Regions from separate parts of the Mus musculus genome. Here all the other regions are linked to region 1. Evidence: chromatin contacts called from public Micro-C and capture Hi-C data. All regions are on one chromosome and are shown on one strand. The core of a region is the stretch at or near the end of the contact, and the rest is flanking DNA. Distances in the headings are between cores, read along the strand shown. Region 1 overlaps Polr3b (polymerase (RNA) III (DNA directed) polypeptide B). Region 2 has its middle 32 kb from the start of Gm34633. Region 3 overlaps Ric8b (RIC8 guanine nucleotide exchange factor B).

Evidence for each region. Hi-C and Micro-C count contacts between places; a contact is called where the count stands out from the background. Capture Hi-C pulls out chosen DNA fragments and counts their contacts.
Region 2: a contact with region 1 is called in a capture Hi-C map of embryonic stem cells, with 3 times the contacts expected there. The contact joins two enhancer-like sites. A contact is called at or near these places in 2 of 15 datasets of contacts at CTCF or cohesin (the NIH/3T3 cell line and pro-B cells), 2 of 484 Hi-C or Micro-C datasets (bone marrow-derived macrophages and forebrain), 7 of 115 datasets of contacts at active chromatin or transcription factors (bone marrow-derived macrophages, embryonic basal ganglia, embryonic forebrain and 4 more) and 1 of 9 other capture datasets (embryonic stem cells).
Region 3: a contact with region 1 is called in a Micro-C map of embryonic stem cells, with 2.8 times the contacts expected there. The contact joins two enhancer-like sites. A contact is called at or near these places in 2 of 484 Hi-C or Micro-C datasets (both in embryonic stem cells), 2 of 115 datasets of contacts at active chromatin or transcription factors (embryonic basal ganglia and trophoblast stem cells) and 1 of 9 other capture datasets (embryonic stem cells).

What each region holds. Positions count from the first base shown.
Region 1 is chr10:84,684,349-84,688,122 of GRCm38.p6, forward strand. The region is part of intron 19 of Polr3b (polymerase (RNA) III (DNA directed) polypeptide B); the gene reads left to right. Among named protein-coding and RNA genes, the nearest start is that of Gm17249, 64 kb to the left of the region's middle. Within about 2 kb of position 2,068, at least 69 of the 459 cell types and tissues checked have an H3K27ac peak or open chromatin away from gene starts, as enhancers often do. A contact at or near this core is called in embryonic stem cells, where this site is marked.
Region 2 is chr10:85,033,786-85,037,559 of GRCm38.p6, forward strand. No RefSeq gene overlaps it. Among named protein-coding and RNA genes, the nearest start is that of Gm34633, 32 kb to the left of the region's middle. Within about 2 kb of position 1,801, at least 14 of the 459 cell types and tissues checked have an H3K27ac peak or open chromatin away from gene starts, as enhancers often do. A contact at or near this core is called in embryonic stem cells, where this site is marked.
Region 3 is chr10:84,985,833-84,989,606 of GRCm38.p6, forward strand. All of the region lies in intron 7 of Ric8b (RIC8 guanine nucleotide exchange factor B), which reads left to right. Gm34633 (a long non-coding RNA gene) reads right to left here. Exons shown (of 3, transcript XR_003948930.1): 2 at 1,884-1,974. Among named protein-coding and RNA genes, the nearest start is that of Gm34633, 16 kb to the right of the region's middle. Within about 2 kb of position 2,154, at least 15 of the 459 cell types and tissues checked have an H3K27ac peak or open chromatin away from gene starts, as enhancers often do. A contact at or near this core is called in embryonic stem cells, where this site is marked.

The sequences.
Region 1 (3,774 bases), core at 818-3,317:
GCCTGTAATCTTTATTCCCACTGCTGTGTGTTTGGGCAGCACAGATGCTCGTGACACCTGGCAGTTGCTAAGCTCAAAGGAACGCTGCAAACTCACAAGTCTCAACTAGTTCCCTTAGCCAACAAAGTTGCAGGTAATAAATTTCCCATAATTGTAAGAGTGACTGCAAACATCAAATCCCTGAAAAGTGTGAGTTAACCAGGAGAGACGGGCGTATGAGAGCAGAACAAGGGAAGGCAAAGGAGGAAATGATTACAGTGTGAGGAGATTGGCTGAGTGTCATATGCACCTAGGCTGTCTGCACAACTGTCATGAACCTGTGTGCCTAAGTTGTCTGCCTGTGTGACAGTCATGAACCTGTCCTGTTCTTGCAGGTACTCTTGAGTCTCCTACAACTAGTTTCCAAACCCATTTCTTTCCCCTTCTGGTTTATCCATACATCATGTATCTGAGCATCATATATCCACTGAGCAAGACCTGGCAGTCAGATGTCGGGGAAGGAGCCTGAAAACAGACAGGGTCAGACAGAGCTTTCTGCTTACAGGGTATCAGTGCAGCGGGAGAGTCTGCCAGATTACACGAGTAGCTGGGATCTGGGAATTAAGGGAGAGAGAGAGTGTTGGTGTAGGTGGAACTGCACCAAGTCTCAAAAGGGAAGCAGCTTTCAAAGAGGAAACAGGAGCTAGCATCTCACGGGACTCTTGATGCTTGGTGTATCTCTGTGGTAAGAAGATGTAGCGATGTGGTAGAGAATATGTGCTACATGGAGGCAGGTGCAATGCATGAAGCCGAGTCAAAGATCCACCCCATAGACAAGTTTGACTTACAGACTTGTTGAAAATGTTGTTCAGATCCTAGTGAACTTAATGAATCGTCATTCCCAATAAGAGTGTCATTTCTAATCTCAAGGGCTACAGGAGCTGCACTTTCAAGCATTGTGAACCAACAGTAGAGGGGAAGGGTCTGCATTGCCACGTTCAGCCTCTGTCCCTCTTCCCACTGCAGCTGGCCATTAAGAAATCCTGCTACCTCGCTACAGGCAGGAAGTACAGATATTTCTTCCTGAGCTTCATGTGCCCTTTGGCTGGCTATGGAGAGACAGAAAACATTTTATCCTGCCACCGTTTACCTGAGTGGTGTAAGGCCTGGACAGTTGGGAGTAATTCCCAGTAGGAAAGCTGAGCAGTGGCTCATCAGTTTGGCTTGCTATTCATCCTCGGCAGTGTGGGCCGGGGTCCTGCCTGTGCTCCTGACTTGCTAACAAGTTGAAATATACAGTACTGCACCCTATGTGCCATGAAAGGGCTATCACTTCTTTTGGGTTTACCAAACCATTTTGTTTGATGATGTGAATCCCCACTGAAACAATGCACCTTTTGTGTGCAGCCTTCGGCAGAATTAACAAGGCCAATCACTGTATGACTAATGCCACTCATTTTGTTTGAAAATGCAAACAGAAGCACTGGCCATCCTCAGCGTGTGAAACTGCTTTAAAAATAAACGATAGAGTTAAAAGAAGAAAAAATATTTTTATCACAACCCTTCCCACCCCAAAAAATAAAAACCCAACCTTTATTTTATGGCCCCACACGTCTGAAGCCAGTTGGGTTAGCTACCACACACAGTTAAGCAGGATCAGTGTGCACAGAAAGCCAATTCAGTGTCTGTAGAGTTCTTTTGTAGTCTTCTGTGTGAAGGTTTTTTTCCTCGTTTTGTTGTGAGTGTCATTTGCAATTCATTGTCTGTGTTTTCTGAGGTTGGTGTATTCAGCTGCTCTGACCCTGGGTCCTGCACATTTAGCTCCTTGGATACAATCCTCTGACGTTACTGCTGACGCTTGCAAGACAAAAGCCACTGAATATCTTAAGTCATTAAAAAAAAAAAAGCCTTTGTTACTGTTTGTTATTATAAAGCACACCTGACTAGGAAGGAAATCGTAGAGAAGTCATTTAAAGTTGGCACATGCGTGGGCGCACTTCCCTTTGGACACTAAAATAGCTGCAGGAGTACCGTGTAAGATCTGTGTGAAAGACAGGAAAAAGGCCAGGGATAGAGCCAGAGCAGAGACCCAGGTCTGAGGCAAGCCCCGCCCTTTGAGCAGGACTGCACTAGATCCTTTGAGCTCCCTGAGTCCCGACAGCGGGGAACTAAAGGCACTTTAAAGAGGATACATTGCTGAGACTCTTAATCTCAGAGTCTGTGTGGATTTTCCAGTCATGGTTTACTTGTTCGTCTGTTAGTCTGTGCAGAAAGTGAAGGAAGCGGAGGTAAATATTCCAGCCAACCTAGAAGAGGTGCTGTGTCTAACCTCTTTCCCCTTTGATACCAACCCCTTCCTAGTCTCCATCAGAGTGAAACAGCTCTTTTTCTGTTGCCACAAAGAGCTTCACTAAGACCAGTGTGGACCACAGGACCTCAAAGCCTCGCCTCACACATCAGACTAATCCAGCAAGCTGCCTGCAAAGGTGCTTCTTAAATCACAGACACTTTACGAATATAGTTATGAATAAAAGTTCAAGTCCCCCTCAGCACCTCTCACTTCTGCATGTGCTGTAGATGTGGTGACATGGCTCAGAATAGTAAGTCAGATAGACAGCTGGCACCGGTCAGTCTCCAGGCCATGAGCACTGGCTGTGTGCTGGGGCTGCACTGTGAGCTGGCAAGGCTGAGCTCAGAGTCTCCCTCGCATCCTGTCTGTTTTACTAGCTGGCCATCCTCTAGAGGAACACTTTCTCTTCTTTAAAGGATCACTCAGTTGCTATCAGCAAGTTAATGAATATGCATCACGGACCTCCTCCAGCCCTCCCCGCTTCAGCCCCAAATTGCTGAGATTTGAAAAAGAAAACATCTTAGGAGCTGGGACAGCTTCTGGCTTTGTCTTCACAGAGTCTGTTTCTAAGCAGACCATTTCTTCCTGTGTTTAAACTGGAGTAGGATGTCCTGGAATTGAGATGTTTAAAGCACATAGTGTTCAAGAATCCCCATAAAGTTTTGTTAAGTCCAGGCCTCTACCCCACTGTTTTGCAGATCTATTCTTTATTTGTTTAGGAATTTTAAAAAATGGGGGGGAAAGACTTAGCCAATTCTTGATGAGAACTGTTTTTTTTTTTTTAAAGATTTATTTATTTATTATATGTAAGTACACTGTAGTTGTCTTCAGATACACCGGAAGAGGGCACCAGATCTCATTACAGGTGGTTGTGAGCCACCATGTGGTTGCTGGGATTTGAACTTCGGACCTTCGGAAGAGCAGTCGGGTGCCCTTACCCACTGAGCCATCTCACCAGCCCCGATGAGAACTGTTTTTAATCTATTGCTTTGTGTTTGTTTGTTTGTTTGTTTGAATTACTCTAGCTGTTGTAGGCGTGTCCCTGTGGTAGTTCCTGAGATTGAAATACTTCAGTCTTATCTGAGGTCTCCCTGAGCTCAAAGCCCGCTTTGCTAGTCACTCAGGTGGATGAAGTTGCTATACATGCAGCTGCTGCGGGCTACAGCCCGAGTGGCTTAGGTGTACTGCATGGTGACACTGCCTGAGTCACATGCCTGCCTGCCTGCCTGCAGTGCCACTTTCTGAGTACCTGCAGAGGAAGGGGTGTTGCTGGGCATTAGCCCCCAGGGCTTCATTTCCTGCTATCCTGCTCTACTGCTGACCTGTTCCCCCACCTCCCAAGTTTTACACGCATGCATGTGTTTCTTTAAGCATGATAGCAATCCTGTAAGCCTGTGCTTTTCTTTCTGACAAGAAAGCTGAGTGGTTGAGTAGCTTAAACATTG
Region 2 (3,774 bases), core at 551-3,050, 350 kb after region 1:
GGGAAGTTCTCTAGCACATGCCTATAAGAAACCTTCTAATCTTCGTTTTGAGATACCCGTCTCCACCGCTCTGCAGTGCATATGTTCTGTCTGTGTTTTTACTGTGTTCTCTTGAACTCGGTCTAGAGACTTTTTTTGCACACACCAGCAATAGCTGATCTGCACATATAGTTGGTTTTTTTAAAAATTTCTTAATTTATACACAGTACAAAAACATGCGATGGCTAATGAGAGTCCAAATTCAAATTTTAAAATGATTTTCTATCACCCCCAAAAGCGCTATTGAACAGTGTCATTCTCAACTTTCTGTCAGACAGCAATGTGCAAAAGGCAAGAAAAACTAAAATTGAAATTCCAATGCTTCCCTTCACCCGTCCCACCCCCACCCCACAACCAGGTCATCCTGCATGCTCAGGGGTGTGCTCCCAGTCACTGCTGTTTGTTTGTTTTTTGAGACATAGCCTCATTTCGTAGCCCTGGCTGTCCTGGAACTCACTCTGTAGCCCAGGCTGGCCTCCTGAGAGATCCGCCTGCCTCTGCGGCCCGAGCGCTGGGATAAAAGGTGTGGCCAGTATGCCTGGCTCCCACTCACTACTGCGTCAGGTGTTTGGTGCTGTGAAAGTAACAGGGAAAAGTAATGATGAAAGCAGCGTTAAAAGAAACAGGGAGACCGGCTAGGTAGGCAGGACTTAGGCACAGGTGACCTTTAGTGACCTTCAGCATTTGACTGGTGACACTTAAAGAGCATTACATGGTGGCCAGAGACTTGACCCACAACTTACATGTGCACGCACACAACACATACACGGGGGTGGGGTGGGTGGGGGGGGAGCAGGGAAAGAGATTCAGAGTCAGAGACAGACAGAGACAGAGGCAGAGAAAGCCTTAGGCCAAAGAGACGCCCTCTTCCCCAAGGAGTGTTACAGAAGAGCTCTTTTGTGACAGAAGTTCTCAGATGACCCTTGATGGAGCAGTCCCCACACCTTTACTCCTTCTGGATAGGGTTTTATACACATTTTGGGGTGGCTTGGCGTCTGACAGCAGATGCTTTCTCTTGGCTTGGTCTGAGAAGTTGGGGATGCCTCATTTTCATGTGAAGGGGGTTGGGGTGTTGCACCTATTTGACCAATCTCATGACCCTCTCCATGGGGTGCTGTGGTCACGTGACAGGGGCTGGTTGGGAACAAATGAAGCCCCTAATATCTTCTGGTATGAGGAGCTGGGGCTTCCAAACCCATTCAACCTTACCAAGTCTCCTGGCACGTTCCACTGCCCCACAAGCAGGCTCAGTATTCAAGCCCAGATCTCACGCAGAAACTTCAATTAAGTAAGTTTACTCCAGGCCCTAAAAGTTCCTGAAGTCTCCACTCACACTGCCCACACACAACACGATCACCCATTAGAGAAGAGGTGTTTTGTCAGCGTTTGCTTGATCCCCAGAGTCAATTCTTAGGAAAGACCCAGCAATGGTTTGCAGTAGACACGCTCCTCCTCAGGCCCCGCCCACGCCTCAGAGACCCCCCTCCCCCACCTTCTGCCAGAGATTTTTGACCCAGGCAGCTGCACAGGATGAAAGGGAAATCCAGGTTCCTCCAATCAAAGCACGAACTTGGGGAGCTCCTGGCTGGTTGTCACTGCAGGGTGACAGGGAGGGGGGAGCACCTGCTACTGAGCTTTTTAAACTACAACTTGTCTCTGTGGTTTGTCCACAAAGCCTGCCAACTTCTGGGCAAGCTCTTTCCTTTGGAGGAACCGCGACAGCAAGCAGAGATGTGGGGGAGGCCTGCAGACCAGAGGATGGAAGCTGGGGAGTGGGTGGGGCCTGTGAGTGGAGCAGACCTGTCCTTTTCAGATGAGGGCAAGGTCTGTTCTTGAAGGATTGTGGGAGGGGATGACTGGGAGGTTGGCAGTGAGCAGGATGTAAAGTGATTAAGTTAAAAAAAAAAATTAAATGAATTTTTAAAAAAAATGGTGACACACACCTTTAGTCTCAGCTCTTGGGAGGCAGAGGCAGGCAGATTTCTGAGTTCGAGGACAGCCTGGTCTACAAAATGAGTTCCAGGACAGCCAAGGCTACACAGAAAAACCCTGTCTCGTAATACCAAGACCAAGACCAAGACCAAGACCAAGACCAAGACCAAGACCAAGACCAAGACCAAGACCAAAACCAAAACCAAAACCAAACCAAACCAAAAAATGGACTGCTCACCATCCCATTCATTCTCCCAATTTTGTTCCTGCGTGTTCATGGCCTCTCTCTCTCTCTCTCTCTCTCTCTCTCTCTCTCTGTATGTCTCTCCCCCTTTCTGTCCTCTGTCCCTCACTTCTCTGCCCTCATGGCTCTGTTTCTGTCTGTCCACCTCTACCCCTTCTCCAGGTCCTCACTCCCCTCCTTCCCCCAAATAAACCATACCAGATCTGTTGCAGGACATGATTCTCAGGGGACATGTTGGCATTGGCCGACCAGGTAACCTCTCAACACGTTGTATTTCATTATAAGCAACACACACACACACACACACACACACACACACACACACGAACCTCGAGGTTTTCTTTTTATAAGAGCACTGAGTCTGTAAGGCAGTCTTCATGTAGTCACTTCCCCAGTGTCTCTGGACTTCACACCATCACTGTGAGCCGTGCATTTCATCACATGACTTCAAGAGGGATACCAGCATTTAAATTATGGTAAGATCATTAAAAAATTATGATGCCAAATAAAGACATAAAATAATTATGAGACATCTGCTGGATATATCAAGTGGTTAATAATAAATAAAGGGTGTTTTCTGAACCCTATAATCTTTGTGATGCTAAATGGGGGAAAAAACCTTAAATTTTTTTTGAAAGGTCACTTTCAAGTCTTACCTTGAGGTCATATTCTAGACACTCCTGTAAGAGATTATTGAGATGGAGTTAATTGAGGTAGGAGACCTGCCTGTGGGTGGCACCATTCCAGGGGCTTAGGTCCTGCTCTGAATTAAGAGAAAGCAGGCTGGAGAGATGGCTCAGTGGTCTATTCTTGCAGAAAATGGAAGTCCAGTTCACAGCTTGCTTCTGTGCCAGGTAGCTTACCACCACCTGTAACTCCAGCCTCAGGGGCTTCCAATGCCTCCAGCCTCTGTGGCCGCCTGGACTTGCATGAAAACGTCCACACGTGGATCCCTACGTGCGTGCACACACATGGACACGCACACAAACACACAAATAGTTTCTCTCAGCATTTTGGCTCTCTGTATCTGTTATGGAATTTAATGCAGGGGTGGATACCTGGCAGCCCCATACCAAGGTGTCCCATGAGAAATAACGCCATGCAGCAGCTCTGGTGTAAAGGGGGTTTGTCTGAAGGGAGGGAGAGGCATGAGGGCCTGGAAAGGGAAAAGAGACAGACAGACAGACAGACAGGCAGGCAGACAGACAGACAGACAGGCAGGCAGGCAGGAGCAGAGCCATGATAGCAAAAAAAAAGTTAGAGAAAGACAGAAAGGGGGAAAGAGAGACCTGTCAGAAACATGAGGGAACAGAGAGAACCAGGTGGCGATGGTGAGCAGGTAATGGCAGTAGATGCCATTGCTAGGTTCCTGGGAGGAGTCTAGAGAAACGCCAGTAAGCTAGCAATATCCTACCAGAATCCTCCCACGAAATTCTGTTACATTTAAGGGCTGCTCTGGCCTACAGAGCGTGAATCTTTCACGTTTCTCCCAGTCACAGAGATCCACAGATAAAGGACCCCACCACCCAACACTAATGTCAGTTAATTTTCTAGTCATT
Region 3 (3,774 bases), core at 904-3,403, 300 kb after region 1:
CGGAGGTCCTAAAAATTCAATTCCCTACAACCACATGAAGGCTCACAACCATCTGTACAGCTACAGTGTACTCACATACATAAAATAAATAAAATCTTTAAAAAAAAAAAAAAGCAGCAGCTATAATGCGGTGAGTAGGGAAACAGCCAAGGAAGCGCATCGTTTTGCCTGCTAACATTTCAGTACAATTCTTCTTACAATAATATACTCTCTTCCAGCTCCTTAAAAATAGTCTACATAGTTTAGCCAAAAGAAAGTGATCTGTGAAACATTTCACGCCTTCCGTATGTGGCAGCCGCATACGGAAGTGGTAGGGTGAGTTACAATCAGTTCAGCTTGAGCTGCCTTGTCCAGCAGCGCCCCCTGCAGCCCTGTGCCACCTGCAGCCCTGTGCCCCCTGCAGCTCTGTGCCCCCTGCAGCTCTGTGCCCCCTGCAGCTCTGTGCCCCCTGCAGCTCTGTGCCCCCTGCAGCCCTGTGCCACCTGCAGCTCTGTGCCACCTGCGTGTGCCTCCCTCCAGCTCAGGCTGCGGGCGGGCCTTTGGCCTCTCTCTAGCTTGCTGCTAAGCTGCTTCTTTGCCGTTCATGTTTTTCTTCCTGTCTTCCTAGAAGCCTTCCTCTGTGAGTTGGTCCTCTCTGTGCTTGGGTTTAATTTTTTTTTAAGCTTTTGCATCTTGGAATCTTGAAATACTGATGATATTGCATGCGCTTCTCAATATGTCTGTGCCAGGCCAGGCCTGGACGGCCTTTGACAGCCGTTCTTTTCAGTCTCCTTTGCTGACACTCATTCCGGTCCCACATTGAATTCCATAGTCACCCTCTGAACACCACTGTCTCACTCCTGGCTTCTGCCTCAGGATGAACCTGGCATGCTTCGCCTGTGGACCGCACATCTGCACCTGAGTTTCTCAGGGCTGCCTCCCTCTTCTGTCTGACGTGGAATGCATTTTCTCCAGGGCCCATGTTCCTCAGCCTTTCTGTGTCCTTTGCTCACACCCTCTGTGAAGGGACGTCATCTACAGTTACCCCGCCTACCTTCTGTACATGTAAAACCAATTACACCTTACAGATTTTACTTCCTAGATACCATTTTTAATTTTTTTCTTCCATTTTGTTCCCACACCACTTCATGTTATATGCCTTTAAAATCATTTTCTTAAAATACTAATATAGTCAGACCTCCTGTTTCTAATCAGATTATTTTGGTCTGTCTGCCAGGTGGCTACTAGGGTTTGTTATAAAATGTGGACAGAATGTTGCCATTGCCCCTGTGTGAGCTCGCAGGGCTTCCTCATGCTTGCCTGGGGAAGCCCACATTCTACTCCCGCCCCTTGCCTCGTAGAGTTGTACTGTGTCAGTGTACCCCGTCTGCTTCTAACTTGATGCTTTAGCGCTACCTGGGCTGCCCTTCCCCATGGCCTCAGAACACTAAGTTTTGTCTTCGAAGAGCACCGTGGACTCATCTGTGAAGAACACTCTGGCTGTTGCGGCAAAGTTGATTTTCTTCGTCCTGCCGTTTTGACTCATCTGTGTTGTTTCAAGCTTCCCCATTGGCTGTGCTGTAACGATGTAGAGCTTGCATCCCCAACATCCAGCTTCTTCACACTGGAGATCTTGTATCTTACAGGCAGTTATGCTCCCACAAATGTTACTTAAAAGAGCAAACTGCTCCCTGGGAGTTCAGTCACGTGGGCAGTTAGCATGTGTCTCCCCACAGTGGGAATAAGTTCTTAAAGCAGGGTTGTGCTTGCTACAGTGGCAACCGGGAGGGACACTTTTAAGTGGAAGTAGTTACAGAAACAAACAATTCAGGATCTGAGAAGTGGATACGATAGAACATAACTTTAGAAAGAATGGGCTGCAAGACAGGAGCCGTTCAACCTACTGGTGTTCCAGCCTTTAGGGGGAGCAGGGGAGGCGTCCTCCAGGAAGGTAACATAGTTAGCTTCGTACTGAACAAAAGATGTCTTGTGCACCTGGAGAGAAGCAGAAATGGGAAGATACAGGTCTAAAAAACAGTACTAGTTAGAGGAGCTGCTGGATCTAGAGGACGTAGAGTTTAACTGGATGGAAAGGTTCCTACTGAGGAGGGAGGAGAATGGTCTCTGGGTGTGCCTTCCTCTCAGTAAAGGAATGGAAGCCCTGCTTTGTGGTAAAACAATAGAACTAATGTCTGTGTAGGCTTTCAACACTGCCTGCCAGTGTGTGTCTCACCAGCACCCACTGTGTGGCTACATTCTCTCTCTAGTATCTAGTATCCTTATAATGTCAGCTTTCAGGGAGTCATCTGATTTCAGCAGCATCTTCAGGTAATAACTGACAGTTACCATGACAGAACAGGCATCCTTGTGTGAGCCCATGAGTGCACATACGTAGCACCATCAGAAGATCTTTCCTTTTTTGGTTAGCCAGGTTCAGTCAGTTTCCTTTCTTCCCTACACAGTGTCCAGCAGGGTTTCAGTGGGCTATTTAGCAGCACACTGGAAGGGAAGCGAACGCTTCTCCCGCACTCCTCTCTGCTAGGAGTTTATATTCCACTTAACTCCCGTCTCTGCTTCCCAATATCTTGTTGTTTAAAATTTTAACAAAATTTTATTTGACTTTATTTTTGGAGCATTAATATGCCTTAAATCATCTCTGTAACCCATTTATCTCAGAATTGACATATGTTCCAGTAAAAGAGCAGTAAATATTCTTTCATTAAAATCTCAGGGGTCATTATTAGCTAGGCATTAGTGTTCTGAGGGCTTAGATTTGTGGTCCTTGATCATGAGTGGATTTGTATCTGACCATTGCAATCATGTCTTAAGGATACATATATACTCTAGACATTTGTTCCCTTAATTCATTATGCATTTCCTAACTTACTTGAATCTCTGCATCTTAAGGCACTGGCAGCAAGAGACAGCGTATCAGATTTATTAAGGTTCAGATTACTACCCCTCATTAAATGCTTGCATAGTGTTTGCTGGTAGCACTGAGGAGTGCAGTTACTGATAGGTTTTAAGGTTAGAATGACGAGTGTAAGCTGAGTGTGGAGGACCTGCCTGTGACCTCAGCATTCCGGAGACCTAGGAAGGAGGAAGTGAGGCCCAGGCCAGCTTGGGATACAGAGTATAACTCTCGTTTAATATCTTTGTCTTATTAGCCCATGTCTCATTTTATACAAATGGAACCAGTTTTAATATTCCTTGAGAGGAGGGATAGTTTCATGTGTCCGTGGAGTGGCTATTTTCTCTATCAAAGGGGTGCTCTCCAGTTAAACACTCAAAACTTAACAGCTTTATTCATGTTTCCCAGGCTCTTTATAGTTACATACTCTGACTAGACTATCTCCTATCTCTTTCTCTATTTTAGCCCTTTATAATAAAAAGTTAATTTTAGTTTTTTAAAATTTATACATGAATATTATTTCCAACCCGCACCATGCCAACTCCTCCATGCCCTATTTTCTCAAATTCCTGCCTTCTTCTAATATAATTATGCAGACATACACACCCTGCTGAGCTGATTTAGTTTGCTGTTATGTGCCTGTGTTTAGGGCTGCTCCCTTGGGATTGGCCAACCTCAGAGAGCTCCTCACTGGAGAAGACGGATTCCTCCTTTCTCAGCAGCTACCGAGTGCCAGGCACTCTTCACCTAAGGGTGGGGCCTTAGGAAATTTCTCCATCCGTGTTGGCATATTGACTGATGGTGTCATCATGCAGGCTTTATTTAGGAAGCTACACTGGAGATGTAATGGGTGCAGCATCCCCTTTGTGCCTGCAAAACTGTCT